Regions from separate parts of the Zea mays genome. Here region 2 is linked to region 1. Evidence: chromatin contacts called from public Hi-C data. All regions are on one chromosome and are shown on one strand. The core of a region is the stretch at or near the end of the contact, and the rest is flanking DNA. Distances in the headings are between cores, read along the strand shown. Region 1 holds the start of LOC100275267. Region 2 overlaps LOC103636510 (WRKY transcription factor WRKY62).

What was found. A called contact is a pair of places that touch in the nucleus more often than the background predicts.
Region 2: a Hi-C map of tassel shows a contact between it and region 1, with 2.6 times the contacts expected there. The contact joins the enhancer-like site here to the promoter of LOC100275267 in region 1. A contact is called at or near these places in 2 of 25 Hi-C or Micro-C datasets (ear and tassel).

Annotation. Positions count from the first base shown.
Region 1 is chr8:174,814,203-174,820,769 of Zm-B73-REFERENCE-NAM-5.0, reverse strand. It overlaps LOC100275267, which reads right to left and starts at 3,121. Exons shown (of 8, transcript NM_001350150.1): 1 at 2,523-3,121; 2 at 809-1,018; 3 at 1-303. The coding sequence starts at 3,056. It also overlaps a transcript of LOC100274471 not described here.
Region 2 is chr8:175,313,864-175,319,660 of Zm-B73-REFERENCE-NAM-5.0, reverse strand. LOC103636510 (WRKY transcription factor WRKY62) reads left to right here. Exons shown (of 3, transcript XM_020542626.2): 3 at 1-4,799. Among protein-coding and RNA genes, the nearest start is that of LOC103636510, 8.3 kb to the left of the region's middle. Within about 2 kb of position 4,475, at least 20 of the 20 cell types and tissues checked have an H3K27ac peak or open chromatin away from gene starts, as enhancers often do. A contact at or near this core is called in ear and tassel, where this site is marked.

The DNA.
Region 1 (6,567 bases), core at 1,872-4,371:
CTTAATCAGCTGTTGGACATTGAGATGTGGATGCTGTTGTTGGATTTGGAGAAGTTGTTGTTGGTTCAATCCTGTCTTCTGCTGAAGATGCTGCATCAACAGGAGCCTCTGCTGGTTCTGATATTGTTGCTGTGGGGAAAGTGGTGAGCCCATGGATGGTTGCATTTGCTTCAACCATTGCTGCTGCTGTTGCTGTTGCTGAGGCATAGACATTGCCACCATCTGTCCATTTTGTGATGATCCAGACAGTTGTGAATTTAATGCGGTAATTGATGCTGTCCTCGACAAACCTTGACCAGGTACCTTCTGTAAACCAATCATATGTAAAAAGTTAAAGTATTCCACCAGAGAATAGCAAATACTACATAAAGAAGATATGTGGTAAATGGAAACAAATAAACAACAAGATACATATAGCAACTTCAGCATGGAATATCCCCGGAGTAGCAAATACTACATAAACAAGATATGTGGTAAATAAAAAAAATAAACAACAAGATACATATAGCAACTTCAGCATGTACTATGTGCAACTCAAGTTTGCTAAAAGATAAATGGGAAATTCGAATTAAGGCACACTGATCACAAAACTCAAAACAGTTTTAGTAAAACAGTGGATTAAAGGAAGACAAGACATGTTGCCAACAAACTGTTTACTACTTCTTTCAGAATTGGGACATAAATAAATGTTGCTTACAACTAGAATCTTAACACACTGCAGCATTCCTTAATACTAGAGCGGTGAAGGCTGTGCATACAAATTTGTGGAACCTTATTTCTTGTAGATAGGTGTAGGATGTCAGAGTACCTGTGGAGACAGTGCAGGTTGTTGAGATGCTTGTGGCCTCATTTGTGCCTGGGCAAACCTTTGTTGAGCACCATAGGGAATAGTTACATTCGGTCTCGTCTGGTTCATCCCCATAGCACCCATGACACCCATGGGCTGCATCCCTTGCAGCACTTGAGCTGTATTAGCATTATTCAATTGGGTGTTTTGTGCCATGACCTTTTGCCTAGCCTGCAGTAACGGGAAAGGTCAATTACTCTACTAGTAGTCTCTAGGAAATAAAGAAACAAAATACTCAACATATATTAATTTAAGATCTGCTGGATGTAGCTACCTTGAAATGAAAAACTTTCCTCCCACAACAAAATTTGCAAAGGTAAACTTGGTACATTATCATTCCTTTTGACAGGCTATCCATTCATTGTGCCAGTTTTATCAGTAAAATAAGTATTTACTACCACAAGTAGAACTGTCTACTAATGAACATTATTGCTAAGAGTGATATCATAACCAAGTTTATATAATTTACATTCTTTCACAGTCCACCTTCACATTCAATAGTAAGAATCGGCGGTATTTTTCTTTGTCAATGGCATGATCTCAAAGAATAAATAACTAACATTCAAAGAATTAGATAGTATACCCTAAAAAAAGAATTAGATATCATGTGGATTCGCTACTCATTTCCTTTTAACTGACCACAGATGGGTAAAGGAACTCTATTCAACTTTGCTTAATAAGCTTTTACTACAAATGGTATATTCTTTCATGGTTCCATCTGTCCAAGCATTTGGCTCGGTGTCTAGCAATAAAAATACAAAGCTGATTGTACCCATCAAAACCAGCCTGAATGGAGAGAGTAAAAGGTAAGGAATCTCTAGCCACCAAATTAATATCTGAAGTTATTGAGGGTGTGTTTGGTTCAACTGTAAATTCCTACCCTCTCGAACGAGCCAATTCGACAGCATGCTATTGCCGGCAAGGGAGTGGTGTGCCATGCCACGAAGCTCTACGCCCGTAGTGCTAGGTCCAAGCGTCACGACTGTAGTCATCCCCAGTCCAACACATACATGGTGTCCTACACGAGTAGCGTGTATGAAGATGATAACAACTAAAGTGATAAGTGTTATGTCATCTTCTTTCATGGGGACGGAGCCTCACAGTCACTGAACATCGAAAAGGGAGCGGACGGCATGGACGTTAGGTGATGAGCAACATTGAAGGGTCGACAAGAAAGAGGTTCGGTGGTTTAGGGATGGCTAAGCCACATCGCCGACCTCTGGAGTCAGGCGCAGGGAGGCGGTGGCAACTCTATATGTTGTCGGTCGTCAGGTGAGGTGAGGCCGTCAGGGGCCTTTGAATAGAAAATATAATAATTTGGTCCTATAAATAGGGACAATTAGGTAATATTTTTGAAAAATTGGATGACATGAATCTAAAAAATCTAGGTAGAAGGAGATTCTGGATTGAACTAGATAAATCTATAGATTTTTCAGAATCTATTCATCTTCTATACCTCTTGGTAGGGATTCTAGATTTTTTACAGTGAATTTGACTTTCTTCATCAAGCTGAACCAAACATACCCTGAGATTGCTTCGATAGCATGAGAAACCTAAAGCAGAAGCCTAAAACCCCTGACGTTTTATCCTTGGCGGTAATGGTGAACACTATGTACGAGGAGATAAAAATATGTTTAATTGGAGAGGTCCCGAGCCTGCAAATTGAGTAATTCACCTGCGCCAACATCTGCGACTGAAGCCCAAAATGTGCCGCAGATGCCGCGTTACCCTGGCCTTGCAGCATCCCCAGCTGGCCCTGCCCAAGCATGGGGGCGCGCCCCGCCAGCTGCTGCTGGCCCACGAGCCCTCCGCCACCCGAGAAGCTCATCTGCCCGCCGTACATCCTAGCCGCGTACTGCTGGAGCTGGGTGGCCGTGGAGAGGCGTGAGGTCGACCCCGAGCGGGGGATCTGGGCAAACCCCGCGGCGCCGACCCCTGCCTGCGTGGGCGAAGGCGCCTGCAGCTGCGGCGGGCGCGGGAGGTAATCCATGGATCCTCCGCCGCCCGAAGCGTCAGCTGCCGCAGCCGCCTGGTCGAGCTGCTGCGGGGACGAGATGTGCGCGGAGAGGTCGGAGACGGTCGGGGACGGGGGAATTTGAGGGGAGAGGAGGGGGTTGGGGTTCTGCGGGGTGGACACGGAGGCCGCGGCGGCGAGCTGGTCGGGCTGCGCCGGCGAGGCGGAGGCGGCCACGGGCGGCGGATCCGCCATGCCGCGGCGTGGCGGGGGCGTGTAGGGTTTCGGCGGCAGTGGTCCGACGCGGACGCGGTTGCGTCGGGGGGCGGTGCGTCGGGGGGGACAGTTTGACGTGTGTGAGTAGTCTTTTCGCAGTTGATGGGTCAGAGGGGAGGGCCCCATGGGATCATTTACAGGTGCAGGTAACCAATGAGGATCTTATTTAAAAGCATCTCCAACATCTCCTATTTAGTGTTCCTAAAACTTTTTCTGGTATAATATCACGAATAAACATATCCAACAGATATGTGCTCTTAATTTTTAAGTGCTCCTGAAACAAGAGCAAATCTGCGGAGCTACTTAGACCCTAATCGTTGTTTCTTTATTTCCCGCAGCGACGAAACCTTTGGTGCCCTTCTCCCTCCCCTAGCGCGCCCAGCCTCGCACTGCAGTTCCTGCAGCGCACCGTCCCCAACCTCCCTTTCCATACGCGCAGGCGGTCTCCCGCTGCAGCCTATGAACCAGCATCATCTTCCTTCTTCCCCATCGGCGACGGCAGCAGCTTCCTTCTTCTCCATCGTATGAACCAGCGGCGGGCGGCGAGACGGAAGGTATGAAGCTTCGTTCTTGCCCAACGCAGTGGCTTCGGGTGTCGCATTCCACTTCCCCACTGCTACCAATCCATGGATCTAGCTGCTAGGAGACGACTTTATTCATCACATGTCTCACTTCATTGTTGTTATTCATACCATCTCCTTGCATCAGTTTCCAATCTCAGTTTTGTTTTGCCACCCTATGCAACATACATGAACGAGTTCATCGAGGAGAACACAATGTGCACTAGGACCAGACGTCGCCATTACTTCAACCAACAATTCCTTAGTGCCTCCATGTAGGGCTGGAAAAAAAGCTCGAGCTGGCTCGGGCTCGCAGCAGCTCGGCTCGGCTTGGACCGGCTCGACGCTCAGAACGAGCCCGAACCGAGCCTGTTTTTGTGGCTCGTGAAAAGAGTGAGCCAGCTCGGCTCGGTGCAGCTCGCGAGCTGGCTCATGGCTCGACCCAACAACATTTTGTTACATAAAATCATGTTATTTAAAATATTTTTAAGATTTTATATTATAATTTAGAGAGCAGATTTACATTTATGGCTAGGCTCGTTGGCTCGACGAGCCGTTTTCCGAGCTTGCCAGATGGGCGAGTCGAGCCGAGCTCGGCTCGTTACGTGAGAACCAAGAAGATGTTGGGTCCTCTCAACATCGTGGCTCCGTCGTGGGTAGACAAACAATACGTCGATAAGAGTTCAAGGTTTTCATCGTTTGATGTAAGACTATTTTGTCGAACGACCAGTGTATAATGAGCCAATGTTTCAGAGAAGGTACAAATTCTCTTGAGTTTAGGGTTTAGAGTTTATGAATTATATTGTTGCTTCTGTCATATGTTTTTAGGGTTCCTCACTTTAAGTTTCATTTCTCTGTAACAGGTTTTGCATGTGCAAGGCAATGTTCATTGACATATGCCACGAGGTTGTGTCCAACAACATGTACTTTATGCGGAGGACAATGCAGCTGACGTGTCGGGATTCAACATTGTCCAAAAGGTAACAGTTGCACTCTGCATGCTAGCATACGGTGGAGCTGTCGATAGGTTGGACGAGTAGTTCCATATGGGCGAGAGCACAATACTAGAGACATTGAGTGAGTTCACTCGTACTGTAGTCAATGTCCATGAACCCACAAATATACATCCGAGCACCCAATGTTGAGGACATAGCAGACCTACTAGCTAAGGTTGACTAGAGGGATTCCCAGAAATGCTCGGGAGCATAGATTGTATGCACATGCCTATTATGTCGTCACGCAATGTCGGTTTCTACTATGCAGTGTGCTATTTATGCCGTCCTCTTTTTGGGTGAAAATTATGTGATTATATCAACTTTCCTTTTTTTATCGGGGTACCAAGACGCCACGAACGCACACCACACGCACGCACACGCGTGCGCGTCTATAATACACACAGAAATAAATTGAGAGACCTAGATCTCTAATACGTGGGAACACGTAATATCGCTGATCCAGTAGACATGTGCATCCTAAAATCTGAGAACGAACCCAGACCGGCTGCGAGCACATCGGCTACGCTAACCACCCGGGCTAGTGCCCGGTCCCCGTGATTGTATCATCTTTCTGTCCTACGAGTCACGACGCATATTTGCTGGCCCAATTGAAAACATGTGTCCGAGTCCTAACGCCTGACAAAGTTAAGCCCAATGGGCCATGAGTCCATCAGAGATCGAACGGAGCTGTTTCCGAGTCCATGATGACACAGCGAGAGAGAAAAAGGACGCCCAATGTCGCTAAATCTTTCTTGCATATTATATATATAACTACTACTGACTTTGATATTTTTACATGACTCCAGTATTAATAACTGCCTAATTTCGTACAGCAGCAAAGCAACAAATTAGATTGGACCCGCAACTCTGCAACAGCCGGGTCTTCCATTTACATGCCATATTTCTGCATGCATGTTGTCCCGGCAAGAGAAGGAAGGAACGCTGGAATCACGGGAGTCAGCTAAGCAGGTCAGAGTTCAGTGCTCGGGCTATGGCTATGGCTATGGCGCAACGCAAGTACTTTAGGGCTTGTTTGGGAGTAAAGGTAATGGAGTGTATTGGAGGGCATATAATCCTCCACTATTCAATTTTAGATAGCAAGGTATTATAGTCCTATCAATACCCTTCATTCCACTTGCTCAGAATTCAGCAGAAACACCGGCAGGGAATCAGTCGGTCGCAGATCTCTGCAAGCAACCCCCCCCCCCCCCCCCCCCCCCCCGGGCGTTTCCTTGGATTCACCGTCACCGACACCGCAGCATGTTTGAGTTTGACCTCCAAAGTAGCCCCGAGATCTGCCGCGTTTCGCGACGCATCAGGTGAGGTGGTGCGTGCATGTGCATGGCGCTACTGCGAGCCGCAGCCCGCAGCCTGCGTGGGATACGTACGGTACGATAAGATAATCACAGCCCCAAACGGGTGGTCCATGTCCGTGGCGTCGTCGAGGAATCAGCTGTCAGAATATGCCGAAACCATTTGGTGGACTCGTAGTACTTCGTTGTCACCACTCACCAGAAGAAGAAAAACCGGAAAAGGGCCGCGCTTGTTCGTTCAGCACTTCAGCTCGGCTTTCACTCTGGCTAGCTTGCACATGTACAGTACAGACAGATGACAGACAGGCCTGAAGAAGAATAGAAGAAGAAGCAAGCGCCTGCTTTTCCGTCGACGAAGAAATGTGCTCCCTTTGCTTCGGCGCAAAGCCGGCGATGTCGCCTCGACGGCCCAGGTCAGCTGCGAATGATAGCCACGGAAGGCCAGCAGCAGCATGGGTGTGAGCGACGGGAGACGGGGAGAGACAAGAAAAAAAAAGTGACAGCGCTGCAGGCGGCGGTGGCATCGATCCGACGTGCCACGAGCGGAGCGGGTAATGCCAGCGCTACACCGCGCTGACGTGGCCGCCCGGCCCCCGAGAGTGAGGTTGGGTTGGGCCCTATA
Region 2 (5,797 bases), core at 3,226-5,725, 500 kb before region 1:
AGAACGAAAAGAGACTTCATTTGGTTGCAATCTGTAGCCCCTTTGATTCAAGATCATAGGTACTCCCTTAAACCCATGCCGGCTGCGTGCTTACTAAACACGCTGGGTGGAAGACCTTTTGTGAGCGGATCCGCTAGCATCTGCTATCTTCTGTTATGCTCATGTTTTATGATTTGATCCTGAATCTACTCCTTAACAACATAATACTAAAAGTCAATGAACTTGGCAGCGCCACATGACTTGCTGTTATAGGAGTACGTTACCGCTGGCTCATTATCGCAGTAAATTCTCAGTGGTCGCTCTATGCTATCAACCACTCTTAATCCGGGTACAAATTTCTTTATCTTTATTGCCTGCCCATTTGCCTCATGCATGGTTACAAACTCAGTGTGCATTGTCGACGATGCTCTCGCTGTCTGTTTGCAACTTTTATAAGAAATAACTCCCCCAGATATAGTAAATTTATACCTCGAAATAGGGAACTAGATCTTATGTTTGTTAGCATGAGGCTATTTTCGTACCTTGGAGGTACATTAGAGCCTTCTTAACTGCTTAACAGTGTTCTATGCTTGGGTTGATCTGATATCTCCCAAACATCCCGGTAGTAAATTCTAAGTCAGGGCGAATATATATTTGAGCATACAAAATGCTTCTGATAGTAGAAGCATATGGTACTGACTTTATCTGATCTTTCTGACACTGAATCTGGGGACACTGATGATTCCCAAACTTATCACCCTTGACTTTTGGCGCAGGCGCGGCCTTACACTGATGCATACTGTACTTCTTTAGTACTTTTCTATGTATGACTTCTGTGAGAGTTCTAATACTTCATTATGTCTATCTCTGTGAAATTCTATTTTAAAACATAAGAGGCTTCTCCTATGTCTTTTTATATCGAAGTTCGAGGAACAAAAACTTTCTGTTTCCGCCAGTAGATCTTTATCACTACTAGCTAAACATATGTCATCGACATACAGAACAAGGAAGATATACTTTATTTTTTTCTTTAGATTTTGCATAAATGCAATTGTCTTCCTCGTTATCCTCGAAACTAAACTTTCTGATAGTCTGATCAGACTTGACATACCACTATCTGGAGGAACGTTTTAATCCATAAATGGACCTCCTTAAGTGACATCTCTTGTTTTTCTTTTACTGCTCACAACAAAACCCTTTGGTTGTGTCATGAACACGTTTTTCTGTTAACTCTCCATTTAGTGATGTTGTCATTACATCCATCTGATGGAGCTCTGGATAAAAAATGGTCAACTAGTGCCATTATGATCCTGAATGAATCTTTTGTTGAGATAGGTGAGAAGGTTTCAAGGTAGTCAATGCCTTCTCACTATGTGAACGCCTTGGCCACATGTCCTTGTATTTTTTTTCTGTATTACCTTTGGAGCCACGCTTGGTCTTCTAGACCCACTAATTTGCGCTTCTCATATCTGTTTCATATTTAGTGGGATCACCTTCTGCATCGATGTTCTCACACATATAAATCTCATCGCTTTCTATGTCTACACTCGTGTAAACTCCATAATCATCAGGAATCGCAGATCGTCTAGACCTTTGAGACCTTCATAAACTTGTTTCTAGTTCTGGTTCGTTATGAGGCTCCTGCATTCGTGCGTCACTTGGCACAACACTACCACTCTCATGTGAGCTCTCCTATGCAACCAACTCAGAAGAGCCAGACTGTGCAGAAGGTGAATTGACTTACTCTGTGGTAGTTGCACTTGGTGATGCAATATTTGCAGCAGGGGTTTCACCTCGAGTCGTTACAACTGTTGGTGGAACCACAGCGGGTATCGAGAAGTATGGTTCTTCAACCATCGGAATTGGGACATACGTCCTCTTTTCCTGAAGGTCAACCTCTCTAAGTACCTTACTCCCCTTGATCATGTCATTTTCTAGGAAACTGGCATGTCTAGTTTCTATAAACTTGGTTTGTCTGCCTGGACAGCAGAATCTGTAACCCTTCGATCTCTCAGGGTAGCCAATAAAATGGTAGCTAGTGGTTCTCTCATCTAGCTTTTCCTGTCCAGGATTAAATATTCGAGCTTCTGCTGGACAACCCCATATGTTGAAGTAGTTGAGCGTGAGCTTTCTGCCAGTCAACAACTCATATGGAGTTTTAGCCACTGATTTACTAGGAACTTTGTTGAGTATTTGCATAGCGGTTTTTAAAGCCACCATCCATAAACCCAATGGTAAGTTAGAGTAACTAAGCATACTCATTACCATGTCCATCAGTGTTCTTCTTATGCCTTTAGGAAACCACATTCTGTTGCGGTTCACCAGGTGTTGAATACTGAGCTACAATACTGTTTTCACTTAGGAACCTCGCGAAAGGATCCTGGGACCTGTCCATACTCAGTATGGTGCCCACATTACTCCCCCACACGATTTGATATGACAATCTTTGTGTTCAAATCGTGTTGTTTTTCTACATCAGCCTTGAACTATTTAAACTTGTCTACATCTTATGATCTGTCCCTTAAAAAAAGGTAAATATAATCGCAGCGAGAGTAGTCATCTGTGAAGGTTATGAACAAGTCAAACCCATCTACTGTCCTAACTGGAAAATGACCTCATATATCTATATGAATAATTTCTAACACTCTCGTACTGTGCATGCAATCTCTGCATTGCTCTAAGTCTGTGAAGTCTAGGTGATGGAGAATCCGTCCCTTAACGAGACTTCTTTTCTCCCCCTCGAAATATGGCCCAAACGATAGTACCATAATTTCGACGAGGTTTCTCCATCACATTGTTTTCTTACTCCTGCCAATGTTGGCTGGTTTATTTTCTGGCGTATCTAGCACCACTGTGCGAAGATAAATAAAGCATGTCTCGTCAGATGACGAGACCAACATCTTTATTATCAAAACTGAATAACACAGTCTCTATCACCGAAGTGATGTTGGATGTGCTGATTGTCTAATCACGAAACTGAAGTTAAGTGTCTGCTTGCTTTCCGTTAACCACTGTAACTGTTTTCAGCCCTCTGGGAGCCTTAGGTTTGTACGGAATTACATTCTGTAGCATCTATTGCAGGAATTCTGAACACTTTCTATTGTATGCCCTGTCTTCTTGCAATAGAGGCAGATCTCAGGGGATCTGAGAAACAGTCTGATTATTGCATATAGAAAACATCGTGATCATGTTTGATCTTATTCTTGAACCTTTCTTAGAGGTCTTGTTCTGTTTGAGGATTCTTAGTTTGGGAAGATTGATAGAATCACTTATTTGACTTATCAACCTTTCCTCCTTCTAGACAAACTATGTCACGAGTTGATCTATATAGCACTTGTCCATTTAGACAAGTGTTTTACTGATCATGAAATGTCTCATATTCTGGAATAGCACCCTCAATAGGATCCTGGATGAGACTCTTATTATGATCAAGTACATTACACTTGGATCTTTTTCAGTTGACCTTATAGATGTTGTACTGCGCCATCTTAAGGTCATCCTAAGGTGAGCCTACTGTAGGCTTAATGGGTTTCTCAAAACACAGTGAGGAATCTATTTCATCCACTGTAGTTATCATTTCAATCTTTTCCCGCCATAAGTGACAATAAATACCACATAACGGTTTAATCTACCTTATCTGACCAACTAGTAGGCCAATATGTGCACTTTTGCAAAGTAAAACAGAAAATATTTAGGACGTCTGGAGTAAATACTGAAACATAGAACTTGCATGAATTAAATATTCGACGTTGGTCAAATAATAATCATGTCTGATCTACAAATTTTCTAGTTCTGAAATTCTAAACCATCGTTGGATGATCTAGAAAACTTAATTCTTGTATAAGATGTGGCAACAATATTCGACGTTGGTCAAAATATTCAATCACCACAAAAAAACTGAATTTCTATGCACTTAAAGAGAATTAATCCACGTAGGCTTCATAATAAACAATAATGCATAGAAAAACAAATAATAACCTGGTTCTAAAATTCTAAACCATCGTTGGATGATCTAAAAAAATATAGATATTTCTGTTCAAAATGTGGTAATAATATCTAACGTTGGTTAGAATATTCAATTACCGCAAATTTTCTGAATTCTATGCAATTCAAAATAATAATTAATCCACGTTGGTTTCATAATCCACTCAAAAAATTGCATAAAATAAAGTACCAAAGTACGCAGCGGAATAAAAATAGTCCATAAATATATCTGAAATTTTCTATAACTGGAAAAATATTTCTAAGATTTTTTCTGAATTTTCTGCTCTATTTTTCTAATTTCTTTTCTCTATTTCTAATTTCTGGAAATAGAAAACAAATTCCAGGAAAAATTGGAGGTCATTTCGGCCTGGTCGGCCCAGCCTGGACGTGGCCTTTCGGCCTACTGGATGAAGGGGCGCGCGCACTGGGCCGCAACCTGGGCCGAGGCCGCGTTTTTGGCCCACGCGGCCTCCCCCTCCCCTCCACTTGATCTCAGCCATCGGTGGCGATCCGATGGTCCAGATCTACCCGTGTACTGTAGCAAGCTCTATAAATGCCGTGGGTTTCGGAGAGGCTGTAAACCCTAGTCATTTTCTCAGCCGCCACAAAGACAGCCGCCTCCCTGGGATTTTTTTTTCTTTTCTTCTTCCTGGCCGACCGCACCTCCCACTTCTATTCCTGCCGGCCGCCAGGGAGATTCTCTCTTTCTTTTCTTTATCTCAATGATGTCTTGTCGTTGCATTTGGTCACGATGTGATCCTCAGTATGCTCTTTTCCTTCTTATCCAGTGAGGATTAGAGCAAGCCAGAGGCAGATTCTTTTCACTTTCGTGGTTCTATTCTTTTCTACTTTGTGCGTTCTCTAGCATCTGGCCGCTAGTTCCTGCAGCGCATGCAGTTCATTCGTTACACCACTGGCCGTACAGCCACATGAAGGCCATATGCCTCACGGTCTCACTTTCTGTTTTTTTTCTCTCTGCATCACTTGAACTCAGAGCCGAGAAAAAAAAAATACCGTGTTGCACGAGGCTATTTCTGGTTACACGATCCAGCCTCAAGTATTCGATCCCTCTCTTCTGTGTGAATGTATGTATGAGATGTGTCTTCTTGTAATTTATGGGATCGAGTACGGAGGTCTAAAACGTGGATCTGGTTCCCAACATTTTTCTGTGAATCCAGTCACTGGATTAAACTAACAGTGCTCTGTGCACTTCGACCGATCCGGATTTTAGGGTTAATTTAGTTAGGGTTGAGCCCTAACTGGATCTGCGTTTCTGTTACTTGACTCTGTTTCTTGGCCGTGGATCGTTGGATCCTGAGCCCTGTGCACCGTCTCTGTTGATGGTGTGCCGATTAGGGTTAGGTTGTAAACCCTAACCCTAAACAGTTGTGAGTGCTCTCTCTGGTTTGAGGCCGAGACACTGTCTCTTACATTGGCCAAACCTAAATCTTAGGGTAAGGGAAAACCCTAACCCGAGAGCATGGACTCTTTCTATCTATTCTAATCTCTCTGTTCTCGGGTGATGAATAATTATTAAAAAAAAATGAGTTCAATCACATGAATCTGAGACCTTTCTGCGATCTCATAAAACCGAATGCGGATTAGGAGATCTAGGGTTCTTAGGTTGGCTTTGATACCATTGTTAGAATCTATACTGCCTAGGATCGATTCCTAAGTCCCTATAAAACCAATCCGTAACTGGAACTGGAAGTATAATCTTGATGACGAGTAGTTCTGATCTACTAAGAGGAATAGAGGAATACACACCTTTGTTGTTGCTATCTTCATACCGTCGCCCTGCAGAGAAGCAGCAGGCATCGGGATCCGTGCCGCC